Linked DNA regions of Mus musculus: region 2 is linked to region 1. Evidence: chromatin contacts called from public HiChIP or PLAC-seq data. All regions are on one chromosome and are shown on one strand. The core of a region is the stretch at or near the end of the contact, and the rest is flanking DNA. Distances in the headings are between cores, read along the strand shown.

Region 1 (7,564 bases), core at 4,945-7,444:
GCTCAGTGAGTGTTCCCTGAACCCCATCAGCTGTGCTTCTCCTACTGCTCTCTAGAGTGTAGTTTTCAGTTAAGGAGCCTGCCATTTTGGACAGTGTTTTCTGTAGGGGGTTATACCAAGTGCTGCAAAGCATTCACCAGCTTGCTAGGCTCTGTGCGGTGGATAACAGTTGTGTCTCCTCAATTGTGTCAATATAACATGCCCACAGACATAGCCCAGGGTTCAGACACAACTCAAATCCCTGTGATTAGAGCCATCGCTCTGTGACTCTCCAGGTTCTCTCTGGGTTCAGTATGAAGCCAGTAAGCCCTGAGCTTTCAGCATTCTGTGCTCTGAGCTCTCCCCTTCTTCACTGGTTCAGGTGAGCAATATGAAGGTGGGCAAGTCTCTGGTATTTACTTGCCTCTCATTCTCAGATGTTGTTGATTTAAGCAGAACCAGTCTCATGTGAGGGACACCAACCTGGAACGTTGTTGGGGTTAACTCTCTTCCCCAGTCTATACTGGCCTTGCGCCAACACAGAAAACTCATTATGCACTTCTACAGGGACCTGCTGGAGGTGCCAGCCACCTTGTTAATTGGCTCTCAACACAAGTGGAATTGGAAAGAACCTTATGTATGTTAAAAGGTAAAACTAGCTTTGGTATGAAGTAGTGAAATTTCTAGGTTGTAGAAGGGACAGGAAGGGGCTCCAACAATTGAGAATTTGTGTCTTGGAGAGCAGGGGTCAGTTGGAGCTCTATGGGTGCATCTCACAAGCAAATTTTAGCTATTTGTTTGCTTCCCCACCAAACTTCAACTAACTAGGTGGTTTAAATTGGCAGAAAATTGTTCTCTTCAATTAGACAGTCATTTTCCTATCATAAAAAAAAAAAAAAAGACCTTGGAAGTCAGGCGTGGTGGCACTTGCCTTTAATCCCAACACTCAGGAGGCAGAGGCGGGCGGATTTCTGAGTTCAAGGCCGGCCTGGTCTACAAAGCAAGTTCCAGGACAGCCAGGGCTATACAGAGAAACCCTGTCTCGAAAAACAAAAAAACAAAAACAAAACAAAAAAATGACCTTGGAGTAAATTATTGGAGTTACTGTGCTGAATGAGAGACTGGTTTTAAAAAAGCAAAAAGATATACTGAAGGAGGCATTGAGTTCCAACAAGCTGAGGAAAGGGGCTTAGGAGGGAGATGACTGGAGCCTGGAGTGGATGGGGCCACGGAGGAGATACAAGCAGAAGAATATACTCACATTTATGGAGCGTCCAAGACTTATATTAGGGAGAAGAGAATGAGTCTCTTGCTTACAACATAAATTTAAAGGAGCACTCCCAAACTTAAGCAAGGAAAATGAATACTATTTTAATATAGTATTTGAACAAATTGAAATCAACGCTGAAAGCCCATGATAAGAAATATATGTGACTTTAAGCGGAATCGGAGTGAAAAAGCTCCATATCTGTTATTGGACACATAGCAGATATTTAGGACATCAGACATCACAATAGCAAAGTCACAATATTGCTAAATACACTATGGTAGCTCATCTTGGTTGGCTTCAGAGTCACCCTGGAGATTTGTCAGGCATACTCCTGGGTGTGTCTGTGGGGGCATTTCCACAAATTGGGTCATGAGGCTCTGACTTGATCAATGGATTGATCCTTTGATGGGTTTAGAATATGATTGGGATGTATTGAACGAAGGAGTTGGAGCTTTGTTGGAGGAAATAGGTCGTTGGAGGTTGTGCCCTTGGGGAAACCATCCTTCAGCCCTGTCCTGTCCTGTATTGCTTTTCTCTGCTTCTTTTCCAGGGTGACACAAACAGCCTCTGCCATACACTCCCACCCACCACGATGTTCTTCCCAAGCACATGGGCCAAGTAACCATAAAGTGAGCCCTCAGAAATCAGGAGCCAAAAGAAATCTTCCCTCCTTTAAATTGTTCTCTCTTGAGTTTTGGCCAGTTGTGCAAAGGTAGCTAATGGGTATATCCAGCCTCCTTTTGTGGACTTTGTATAGATTTATATTTAATTCAATCTCTTTCTATGCTCTCTCTCTCTCTCTCTCTCTCTCTCTCTCTCTGACACTCTCTCTGCCTGTGTCTCTCTTCTATCTCTCTTTGCACATACAGGTAGAGGCTGGACAGAGGTCAACAATGGGTGCCTACTTCAGGTACTTCTACACCTTATTTGGTGAGACAGGACTCACTGAATCTGGCATTCACTGATTCAACTACTCTAACTGTTGAGCAAGCCCCAGAGACCTTCTTGTTTCTTGTCCTATGCTTGGGTTATAGGCTCATGACCATCTGCCTGCATGTTTCCATGGGTTCTGGGGATCTTATCTGACCATAGCTCTTCTTGCTTCCATTTTGTAGACGAGGAAAACAAAGACACATAGCAAAAATAGGATTCAGTTGTGTTGACCGAATGATCTGGGACTTGGGCTAGAATGTAGCCTGGTGACGAAGGGCAGCATCCACAGGCAAAAAAACCAGTGACTCTCACAGTAGAAAATCAGAATCGAAATGTTTTTACTGTGTCCCCAAGTCTTCATTTCAGATGAATCTAGCAGAATAGTTCAACCAAGAAAACATTTCCCACTGCTTGTAAATAAAGAAAATTAGATTATAGAAAGAGTCTGTCTGGGAGTCAATGGCTGCACAATACCTATTAAAAACAGCAGAAGAGAAGCCATCTCTAGAATTTTGTGTCCGCTGTACAGGTGACACCATTGATTTGATTCCCTGCCAGCTCCAAGACAGCTGTTGTCAGGGAGGAAGACATTACAGGGGGAACAGGAGCGGTAATCAGTTTAGCTTCCATCAGCTGCCAAACCCTATGGCTCACAGGCTGTTCTTCCCTGAAGCAGGACCCACAGGTAGCAAGCGTCATGCAGGAGTGGCCCATGAGGGGTGGGTTGAGGACTCTGTCACCTTTAATAAGTCTCTATGACAAAAACTGGACAGAAAAATCCTCTTGGAGAAGTAAAAGTTTGTTTGCATAGTCCTGAACTCTCTCTTCCTTTCCTGACACGGTGCTTTGGAATCAACCATTTAATTAACTTTTTTGTTTACATGGTCAGTGGTTGTGCTGGTGCACTGGCAAGTGTGGTGTGTGCGTGCAGAAGCCCGAGGACAACCTCACCTGTTATTCCATCTATCTTTTCAGGACATCACAATAATAACTTCCAGCCCCAGGGATCTGTCTCTGTTTCCACAGCATGCCTGTCTTAAAGGGTGAGTTCTGCGGATGGACTATTGGGACTCCTGCTTCAAGGAAAATGTCTTAGTGACAGATTTTTTTTTTGTGCACATACATTTGTGTGTGGGATCCTGATTGGCATGACACACATGCAGAGGTCAGAGGAAACTTGCAGGAGTTGGTACCCTCCACCATGTGGGTCATGATTGAACTCAGGTCATTCAAATGGTCAGCGTGGCTTTTGCCCTGAAGCAGTGGTTTCAACTCAAATTTAACATTGATTGCTACCCTAATCTGGCAGCAGCCTTTCAGGGATTCAAGGTGGGGAAACCATAGAGTATTGCCTTTCAGAGATTCGTGGTCTGTGTGTGGGTGCCATGAGTGGCCAGGGCATTGATCAGGGCTATCAATGCCAAGAGGAGCCTTTTGAGCTCTGTGTGTCTACAGAGCAAGTCTTACCACTCATGTATACAGTATATATGGTCTCTAGTTCATGCACGTGGCACTGAGCAGATGTAGACACAATGGGGGATGGGGGTGCTCTGGGGGAAACAGACACGTATCTGAGTTTTGGGACTCTAGGTGCCTCTCTCTGACCCCCACACTGCTCCTGTGAAAAGTTAGAAATAACAAACTTACCCATGAGGGTTGCTTAGAAAGAAAAATAATAACAAATGTAGATTGAATACAGAATGAAACACTGAGTCAGATAAAAATGTCCTCTTTCAATATGATGGTGGAGACACGTGAGTTTTTTCCAAGCGTGGTAAGTAATGTTCTAATTCAGGAAACACGTCCCTTTTCTCTCCCCTGTCTTGCCCCTCTTCTGTTCTTCCTCCCTGTCCTTCTCCATTCTTTTAAAAGATGTATTTGTTACTTTATGGGTGCATATCTGTGCACAGTTCCTGTGGAAGCCAGAAGAGGGTATCAGCTAACCAGGAACTGGGATCGCTGCCACGTGGCGCAGAGACTTGAACTATGGTCCTCGGGAAGAGAAGCTAGTGCTTGTGACCACTGAGCCATCTCTTCAGCCCCATCATCTCTTTCTTTTCGGTTTTAGATAGGGTCTTACTATATAGACCCGGTAGGCATGGAACTCTTTATGTACACCAGACTGGCCTCAAATCTGCAGAGATCCATCTGTTTCTGATTCAGAGTGCTCAGACTAATGACTCCTGCCACCATACCTGGCCACCGTATGCTTGTATTCTTACTCACATTCATCCTTTCCTGAGCATGTACTCAATGCTGAGCCTGTATTACAGGTTTGCATGTATACGTTACTTTGCACCACAGTCTTGAAGATTTCCACAACCACTTTATAAGCCAGAAAGCAGAGGGGACTCCCTCCAGTTTCTCCCAGGAGCCCTGTATCAGACGCTTTGCCCCCTGCTTCCATCCTATGCATTGCTCACTCCAGCTCTCCACAACTCTTTTTTATTGGATATTTTTTTATTTACATTTCAAATGTTATATCCTTTCCTGGTTTCCCCTCAGAAAAACACCCTCCTCCTATTCCCTTCCCCCTCCCCCTGCTCACCAACCCACCCACTCCTGTTTCCTGGCCCTGGCATTACCCAACACTGGGGCATAGAACCTTCATAGGACAAAGGGCCTCTCCTCCCATTGATGACTGACTAGGCCATCCTCTGCTGCATATGCAGCTGGAGCCATGAGTCCCACCATATGTTTTCTTTGATTGGTGGTTTAGTCCCAGGGAGCCCTGGGGGTACTGGTTATTTCATATTGTTCCTCTTATGTGACTGCAAACCCCTTCAGCTCCTTGGGTCCTTTCTCTAGCTCCTTCATTGGGGATCCTATGCTCAGTCCAATGGATGGCTGTGAGCATCCACCTCTGTGTTTGTGAGGCACTGGCAGAGCCTCACAGGAGAGAGCTATATTAGGCTCCTGTCAGTAAGCACTTGTTGGCATCCACAACAGTGTCTGAGTTTGGTGATCGTATATGGGATGGATCGCCAGGTGAGTCAGTCTCTAGATGGTCATTTCTTCAGTCTCTACTCCACACTTTGTAACTCCTTCCATGGGTGTTTTGTTCCCCCCTTCTAAGATGGATAGAAGTATCCACACTATGGTCTTCCTTTTTCTTGAGTTTCATGTGGTTTGTGAACTGTATCTTGGGTATTCCAAGCTTCTGGGCTTCTGGCCTCATACCTCTGGACATACCTCTGGCTTTTGGGACCTTTGACCACACTGTGGATACCCTGGTTGAGACTATTGGTAGTCACTGAAGTTTATTAGGGTAGACACTAAATCCAGCAGGTCTCAAGTGTCTCTTTCCTGGCAGGCGGGTGGGCGGGTGCGCAGACAGCCTTCTTTCCTGTTCCCATGCAGATGATGGCAGCTGAAGAGTTGCACTGACCACGCCTTTACTAATGAGGAAGCTCAGGAAAGGGCAATCAACAGCATCAGCTTTATTCTCTCCCAGGAGAGGATGCTCTGCTTTGGATCCAGGTTTTTCTTCTGGAAAAACACAGACTGTTTCTGAGACTGCAAGAGCCAGGGCAAGGGCAAGGAGCCAGTGCCCTCCCCAGGAGCCAGTGCCCTCCCCAGCTTCAGTGCTGGGGCCACAGACCCAGGCTCCCTAGGGAGTCACTGTGGGAGCTCCAGCCTGGGGCCCCTCTTGCCCTCTCGTCAATGACTGCCAGCTTGAGTTTGGTAAAACATGGGATTTTCCTAAAGTGGGAACTCCTCAGCCAAACCTGGAGCCTTCCCTAACTGAACTAGCTTTCCTTCTCTTCCCCTGCTCCCTGGCACCACCCTCTCCAAATGCGCTTAAAACAGGAATCGCTGTGACATAAGGAATGTATTTGATCTCTGCTTCAGTTCCTGGCACACAGCTAGTAAAACGCTTTTAACCTTTTGGGTGGGACAGATGAGATGAGAGCTCTTTTGTTTCATTCTTTGGTCTTAGTTCCTAACACAAGACCTTTAAAAACCCTTGACTCTTCTGAGTGCCTTTCTGTATGCTAATGAGGCTATCTGGCTGGGGAAGTACCAAATTTGCTATTGTAAGCTGGACTTTTCTGGCCCACACAGACCTCTGTGGCTCAAGGAGGGCTGGAGAAGGAGTCAAGGCACCAATGGCCAGGAACCTCATCAACTGTGCTTGTGGGATGGAGCCTCTGGAAAAACTACAAGCAATGGACTAGTGAATGTATTCACATGTGGGGAGGATGGCACCCTAATTGGGACTTGGGATCTGGTCTGAGACCCTTTGGATCTCATCCTCTGGCCTCTTTACCTGGCTGTTCATTTAGGATCCTAAGCAAGCAGTTTCCTTGAGTGTTTTTGAGGCACTCTGGGAAATAATCACACCTGATCAGTGGTGGTGGGAACCACAAGTTCCAAGTGCAGGTGACCAGGTGGGAATAGGGGTTCTTAGTGCAGGTGATCAGGTGGGAACACAGGTTCCAAGTGCAGGTGACCAGGTGGGAACAGGGGTTCTTAGTGCAGGTGATCAGGTGGGAACACAGGTTCCAAGTGCAGGTGACCAGGTGGGAACAGGGGTTCTTAGTGCAGGTGATCAGGTGGGAACACAGGTTCCAAGTGCAGGTGACCAGGTGGGAACAGGGGTTCTTAGTGCAGGTGACCAGGTGGGAACACAGGTTGCAAGTGCAGGTGACCAGGTGGGAACAGGGGTTCTTAGTGCAGGCGATCAGGTGGGAACAGGGGTTCTCAGGGCAGGTGACCTGGAATTTGGATCTGGAGTAGAAAGAGGATCAACTCGCAGGGTTTTGCTCTAAGGTCTGCCCGACTCTGAGCAGTTTTGGAATCAAATTAGGATGTCCTGTTGGTGTCAAGATCTGGAGAATTAGTCGATTTAGGGGTGAAAGTTCCGAAGTGTTTCGAGAGAACAGGGACTACTCATCTACATGTCTCTTTAGCATCTTAGTCTTGCCTGCTTCCACCTTCTTCCTGTGGAAGTATGTACTTGCATCTGGTTTTGACCTTGACTGGGAATTGCCTCCTCCAGGAAGCCTTCCTCCACCTCACAGCATGGCCAGGTAGCCTATAAATGTGTTCCCAGCGATCCCTGTGATTTTCTTCCCTCCTTATTTTATTATATATGTTTTTCATGTGGACTGAGCAGAGCACACCTTCAGTTGCTGTGAGTCATATGACCCTTTGAGATGAGGGGAAGGGACACGTCACATGTGCTTCCTTCCTGCTATAATCAAGTTGGCCACAGAGGCATCAGAGGCATTAATCAATAATTTAATTTCTTAAGAGGTCATTAATTTAAGAACCTTCTTATTGGCCACTTGGATGGCTATGTGAGGATTTGGAAGGATTTAGAGCCTCTTAATTTTTCTAACTGGCACATTCCCCTTCATCTCTTTTCAAAAGGAGAGG
Region 2 (6,649 bases), core at 775-3,274, 200 kb after region 1:
GCATCTATCTATCTATCTATCTATCTATCTATCTATCTATCTATCTATCTATCTATCTATCTATATTCATTCAGTAAATATTTGTTAGGCACTTATTCCGCACCAAACACTGAACTAAAGCAACACTAGAGACAAAGCCTCTCCATCCTGTACAGAGCTCATTTTGACAAGGTAGATGGTGAGAAGTACAGCAAAGCAGAGGAGGGAAAGGGACGCAGAGAGTTCATATAAGATGCTCAGGGATGGGCTCTACCATCTGGTGATGGAGCTGGAGAGAGAAGGTGCAGAGACGACCGTGAAGATGATGCTGGAAGGAACTGGGCTTGGGCAGCTGCCTCACTCCATGTGCTGTTGGGGACTTGGGATTTCCCCTGGATGAGAACACCAGTACTGTGAACAGAGTTCTCCTCAGCACCGTTCTGGTGTGTGTGTGTGTATGTGTGTGTGTGTGTGTGTGTGTGTGTGTGTGTGTGTGTGTGTATTTGTGTGTGTGTGTTGGGAGGAGGCAAAGATGGAAGCAGATTGACCAGTAGGGAGGCCATCATTACATTTTAAAGGCAAGGAGTTTGGGGGCCACTGTACTCATTTCTTTTTGTTGTGGCTGCTGTGACAAAAACAACCTAAGGAAAGAAGGAGTCCACCGCAGTGTTAATTCACAAGGTGTTGAGGCAGAAAACACAGAAATGAGTGTTAGAGATCAGCCGAATTTCTCATTTTCATTCAGTTGGAGAGAACAGACATGAAATGCTACCACCCACGGTCAAGGTGAGTTTTCCCTCCTCATGCTGATCTAGATAATCCCTTGCAGGTACGTCTGGGAGCTTGTCTCCCAAGTGACTGTCGGTCTTGTCCAGTTGACAATTAATGTTAATTATTAAAGCCACAGCACGGTGCAGAGAGAAGCAGCTGGGTTCTCATTCTGCATAGTAAGCAGATTGAGTAGAGAATTACAGAGACAAGAATGACAAAGTTCTTAATCTTCCGCTGTTCAATATGGATAAGCCAGCTTGGTAGCCTGGGTCCTATGCCACATGTCCTGTGTCCCATCTCTTCCTGGACAGAGTGAACAGTGCTACCTCAAATCTGTACTTGCCAGCTGTGTTCCTCTGGCAAGTAAGTAGACGTCTCTGATCCATGTCTTTTTAAATTTATTTTTATTTTGTTCTAAATGATGACATGTCTATGTGAATTTAGCTTTGTATGAGCGCAATGCTTGTGAAGCCAGAGGAGTTGTAATATCCTCTGGAATTGGAACTACAGATGGTTGTGAGTTGCCTGATGTGGGTACTGGCAACTAAACTCTGGTCCACTCCAAGAGCAAAATATGCTGCTAAGCACTGAGCCATCTTCCCAGCTTTGACCCACAGATTCACCTGTAATGTAAATTCAATCAGTACTCTCAAAAAGTACTGTGGGGGTAGAGGAACTGGAGGGGAGGGAATGGGACTGGATTTGATTAAAGCACCTTATATGTTGAAATAAAATTCTCAAACAACAGCAGAAAAAAAGAAGAAAAAGAAAAAAGAAAGAAAGAAAGAGAGAGAGAGAGAGAGAGAGAGAGAGAGAGAAAGAAAGAAAGGAAAAGACCTTTTATGGGGATGGATGGGTTTGGTCACACGATTCAGGCCACCTTCCTTGGAGCCTTGCATGTAGGCTAGGTATTTGGACCTAAGTCTTATTTAGAGTCATATGGGCTTAAATTGATGAACGAATAAGATGGTTTATCCACATTAAAGAACATCAGAGAATTATGAAATTTAATCCAGGGACCACTGACCTCACCTTGAGACCACAGAAGCTCTGAGATTGTGTTCATCTGTTACTGTGGAGATACAGCAGAGACCAATCAATTGGGAGGAAGCCAAGGTCAAGATCACTCAACCACTTGGTCAAGACATTTAGATTTCCACCCTCCTCCCACCCAGTTTACTTGCTTTCGAGGTCGGGGAAGGGGCAAATGAAAGGGCATGGAGGCACTGAGCAGTGAACACCCCCACTCATCCTGGGCTTCACTTTCATTCTTGCCTCGAATCTCTCCGGGGCTATAGGAAACTGCATGGTGTCCTCCTACACAGACACAGCACATTCTGGGGCTAGGGAGTTTCTGTCATTGGAGGTTGCTTATTGTAATGCTACCTTTTGGCCTTTCCCAAGCTGGTGTCTGTTCAGATAGACAGCTGCCTTGTTATTGTGAGCAGCATTAACACATACCACAGCTTGGTTTTTCTTGGGGGGGGTGAGGTGGGGGGGAGGATTAGGATGAGAAGGACTAGAGTTCTCTGTTGCTATGTCCTATCTCCTCTATGATATAACTGTTCTCTCAAGTCTGCGCTGTTTCTTCCCCATCATTTTCCATTGAACCTATTCCACAGGGGAATAGGTTCATCAAAACTGTACAAGATCACTGTGGTTGTCTTGAAACACTTTCCTCCATCGAGGGTCCAGATTCATCCTCTGTCCTTTACAGCTTGGCTTTGTATTCTTCCTTAAACCACGGGACCTTCGCACATGCAGCTCTCTCTTCTAGTGGGAGGCACTTAAGGAAATGAAGCATTCGGGAGCAATGTGCAGTCAGATACACCCAACCAAGCCCTGCTCCCCACTTGTGTGACCTTGGGAGTTCATAGTCATTCCTGGTTTTTATTTAAATTTGTCTACTTTCAACACTCCCAAAAGCCTGCATCCTCACCAGCTGAACATGAATCACCCCCATACTGAGTGCACAATAAGGTGTCATGTTCTGTGCTTAGTATCAGCAGCAGCACCACTGGAGCCCCAAAAAAGCCCAACTAATTATAAGCCTGTGTTCTGCGCTGTTATTATTTGAATGTAACAAAGGCACCTGCCACGTTAATTATGCCCTTCTAATAAACATCTCCAGGCAGTCGGTGGGGGGGAGGGGCTGCATGTTGAAAAGGCAGGTCTTGGCATCACATTGTCAATTCCCTGGGTTCTATGATGTGTTCATTCACATGCAGCTCCTCCGGCCTCCATCCAGACCATCAGGGATGATTCACTGGCTAAACTGCACAAGAGGGAAGGAATCCAGAAGAACAGTTACAGAGGGAGAATCTGGGAGGTCCTCCCTGCTTCCTTACACAGGGAGAATCTGGGAGGTCCTCCCTGCTTCCTTACACAGGGAGAATCTGGGAGGTCCTCCCTGCTTCCTTACAGAGAGAGAATCTGGGAGGTCCTCCCTGCTTCCTTACACAGGGAGAATCTGGGAGGTCCTCCCTGCTTCCTTACACAGGGAGAATCTGGGAGGTCCTCCCTGCTTCCTTACACAGGGAGAATCTGGGAGGTCCTCCCTGCTTCCTTACAGAGAGAGAATCTGGGAGGTCCTCCCTGCTTCCTTACAGAGGGAGAATCTGGGAGGTCCTCCCTGCTTCCTTACAGAGAGAGAATCTGGGAGGTCCTCCCTGCTTCCTTACACAGGGAGAATCTGGGAGGTCCTCCCTGCTTCCTTACAGAGGGAGAATCTGGGAGGTCCTCCCTGCTTCCTTACAGAGAGAGAATCTGGGAGGTCCTCCCTGCTTCCTTACACAGGGAGAATCTGGGAGGTCCTCCCTGCTTCCTTACACAGGGAGAATCTGGAAGGACCTCCCTGCCTTGTGTGTTCAAAGTGACAATTTTACACTGAGGATGGGGGTGTGTGGACGAGAAAGACTAAGGGAAGGTGCACACCATGACCATATCTTCTAGGCACCAACTTTTTCTTTTCTGTTAAGATATAGAAGCATAACAAAGAGTCAAGGGCATACCTCTGATACAGCTTTTCTTGTTAAAACATTTTTTACTATGGTAAATATGCATCATGGCATACATTAATTATGTTTTGCAATTACTTATTGTGCTATTACAGAATATATGTGATCTAATCTGCTGTTTTAACCATCTCTAAATGTGAAGTTCAAGGGCATTAATTACAATCACAATGTTACAAAATTGTTATGTCTGATTTTCCAAACATTTTTGTCATCCCAAATAGACAAACTGTAACTCTTACAGCTTGGTTGGATGTTCACATATGCATAGAGCCCAAATCTAGAGCAAAATTAAGCATTTTTTGATTTCCAACACATTACCTTGAATGTCTTCTCAGATATATCCCTGTGCTAGTCAGATTTCTCTTAAAAAAAAAAACAAGAAAAACAAACAAAAACAAAAACAAAAACAAAACAGAACCAATAGGATGGGGGAGGGGAGAGAGAAAGTTAAAAGGAGGTTTGTTAGATTGTGTCAGGTTGACTTACCCCCAGGAGGCTGAAGGTCTCAACAGTCCCTATCCAGTGCTGAAGGCCTGGAGGATGTCTGGAGAGCCGCTGGTCTTCCATCCACACTGGAATGCTCAAGACGTTGTGTTAAAATACTTTTTAAATCCGTTTTCCCTCTCCAGTCTTAGCTTCCAGAATGATGACGCTGAAATTAATTATTTATTATTAAATGAGTTAGCCATTTGGCTCATTCCCAGACTAGCTGGTAACTTATTTTACCCATTCAAGCTATTCTATGTCTACCATTTGGTTACCTACCTCCTCAGTTCCCTCCCCCTTTTTCCCTTGAATCTCCTCTGATTCTCCCTCAGCCTCTCTCTGAGTTCATCTACCATCTGGTTTACATCTGTCTCCTCTGTGTTCTCTTGAATCTCACTATTTCCCAGAATCCTCTTTCTTCCTGCCAGTGTGCCGGCCCCTATTTCCTACTTCAACTCATTGGCTGTCAGCTTTTTTATTGACAGGTTGTGCTTATGAGAGATTCTCTCTACAAAGTTGGTTCTAGTATTTGCCAAGGACCGGAGCTATAACAGGATAGATAAACTTGGCAAGTGGAGTGAGGTGAACAATTGAAAAGCTATGTCTCCATCATTTTGGGGTGGGTCTTCCTAGTTCAAATAATCTGACAAAGAAAATCCCTCACGGGTGTGCCCAGAGCTTGAGTGTTAGTTGATTCCTGATGCAGTCACATGGGCAGTCACTATAAACTCTCTGGAGTTATAACACTATAGTGTGATTTTAAAAAATTAGATTCCTTTTTAAAGCACTTCTTTGAATCAGTGCTAGCCATGCCTCTAAAAAAGAAAAGAGCAGGCCTGATTGTTTGAGAGGCAGGTGTGCACACATGTATGCACATGTGGAAGAACATGTAGGCTCATGCCTCTCGATTATTTGTATGTTCACGTGTGTGCACATAGAGATCAGAGGACAGATTCAGGTATCATCCTTATTTATTTATTTATTTATTTATTTATTTATTTATTTATGTATTGGCAGATTTCTCACAGTCCTGGAATGCACCAAGAAGGCTAGGCTGGCTAGCCAGGAGCCCCAGGGACGCATCTGTTTCTAACGTCAAGCCGCCACTATGCTTGCCTTTCTAGAAACGTGGGTTCTTGGGCATTGAACTCAGGTCTTCATGCTGACTCACCCCATCAGTCTGCATAGTTCCTTCTTAAATAGCTTCGATTAAATGATTTGCTGAGATCCTGTGATTAGTCATCTGTGTAACTTCAGATTTTATTGGTGATAGCCTATCAAAACGAGTAATTGAAGTGGAAACTTCTTGAATTTTGGGGAAGTCAGTTATGTCAGATGATGTTTTGCTGCGGAACATAGGTGGAAGGATGCTTTGCTAAAGCAAACATGTGAATAGTCGTGTGATGAAGAAATGTAAATTTGATGCCACAGACAGTGAGAGCTGAAGCATTGCTTTGCTTTGCTTTGCCTTGCTACCCTTCTCTAATGATATACATGCAGTAGTTCACCTTACATTGCGTTGCTGAGCTCCACTTGTGCTGACGCCTTACAGAGAAACCAAAGCCAAAGAACTTCCTGTGAGGTTCCTGCTGCTTCTTTCTTCTTCCAAGGCCTCGGGCTGGTTGGTTTCTTCTGCATTGAACTGCCCTTGCTGGTCAGTGTGTGGTGACTGACAGGCGGACTGGACTGCAGCTGCTGATTTGTGTTTGGTGTTTGCTACTGGACTGAGCTGCTGATATCCTGACCATGAAGATTGGACTCATCCCCAAAGAACTATTTCTAAACAGGTCTACTCCCCTCATATCCTAATAACTCTTCTTTTCCACTATGTCTGGTGGGTGGTGAGCTAGAGGAGAGGCTAAACCCTTATTAAAGTAGGTTGCAAAAACATATGCCTACAAGCAATAGTGGTCCTTATTATTGCAGTGATTGGTATTTAGATAAGTCACATGACCACCATCCACCCCAAGAAGTTGCAGAGCTTCCAAGTGGCAGAGATATGAACAAAGATTTAAGAGGCTCTTAAAGAGTCTGGATTGCTTCCGTAATGTGTTCAGCATCCACAATGCTGCAAGATGGATGCGTTTAGGCCCATTTCATACATGAAGAAACACAAACACTTGTTGAAATCTTCATGACTAGTGGACCAGGCCAGCGCTCCAATGCAGGCTTCCCATTCTACGATGGCTACTGCTTCATACTTCATTAGGAGTAGTATGAAATCTATATCAAGGGCTGGTGAGATGGCTTGGTGTGTAAAGGTACTCACCTCTAGCCTGACAACCTCAGTTTAATTTCTGGGACCCATGTGATGGAAAGAGAAAACTGATGCCCGCTAGTTGTCTTCAGAACTCCACATGTGCCTGGTTCCTTGCATATTAAGTAAATAAAAAATG

Evidence for each region. HiChIP or PLAC-seq counts read pairs in DNA pulled down with a chosen protein or histone mark.
Region 2: a contact with region 1 is called in an H3K27ac HiChIP or PLAC-seq map of embryonic stem cells, with 17 read pairs. The contact joins two enhancer-like sites. A contact is called at or near these places in 1 of 484 Hi-C or Micro-C datasets (embryonic stem cells) and 5 of 115 datasets of contacts at active chromatin or transcription factors (embryonic stem cells, neural progenitor cells and stem cell-derived neural progenitor cells).

What each region holds. Positions count from the first base shown.
Region 1 is chr16:9,143,862-9,151,425 of GRCm38.p6, forward strand. No RefSeq gene overlaps it. Among named protein-coding and RNA genes, the nearest start is that of Gm30567, 93 kb to the left of the region's middle. Within about 2 kb of position 6,195, at least 13 of the 459 cell types and tissues checked have an H3K27ac peak or open chromatin away from gene starts, as enhancers often do. A contact at or near this core is called in embryonic stem cells, where this site is marked.
Region 2 is chr16:9,351,942-9,358,590 of GRCm38.p6, forward strand. No RefSeq gene overlaps it. Among named protein-coding and RNA genes, the nearest start is that of Gm41418, 75 kb to the left of the region's middle. Within about 2 kb of position 2,025, at least 10 of the 459 cell types and tissues checked have an H3K27ac peak or open chromatin away from gene starts, as enhancers often do. A contact at or near this core is called in embryonic stem cells, where this site is marked.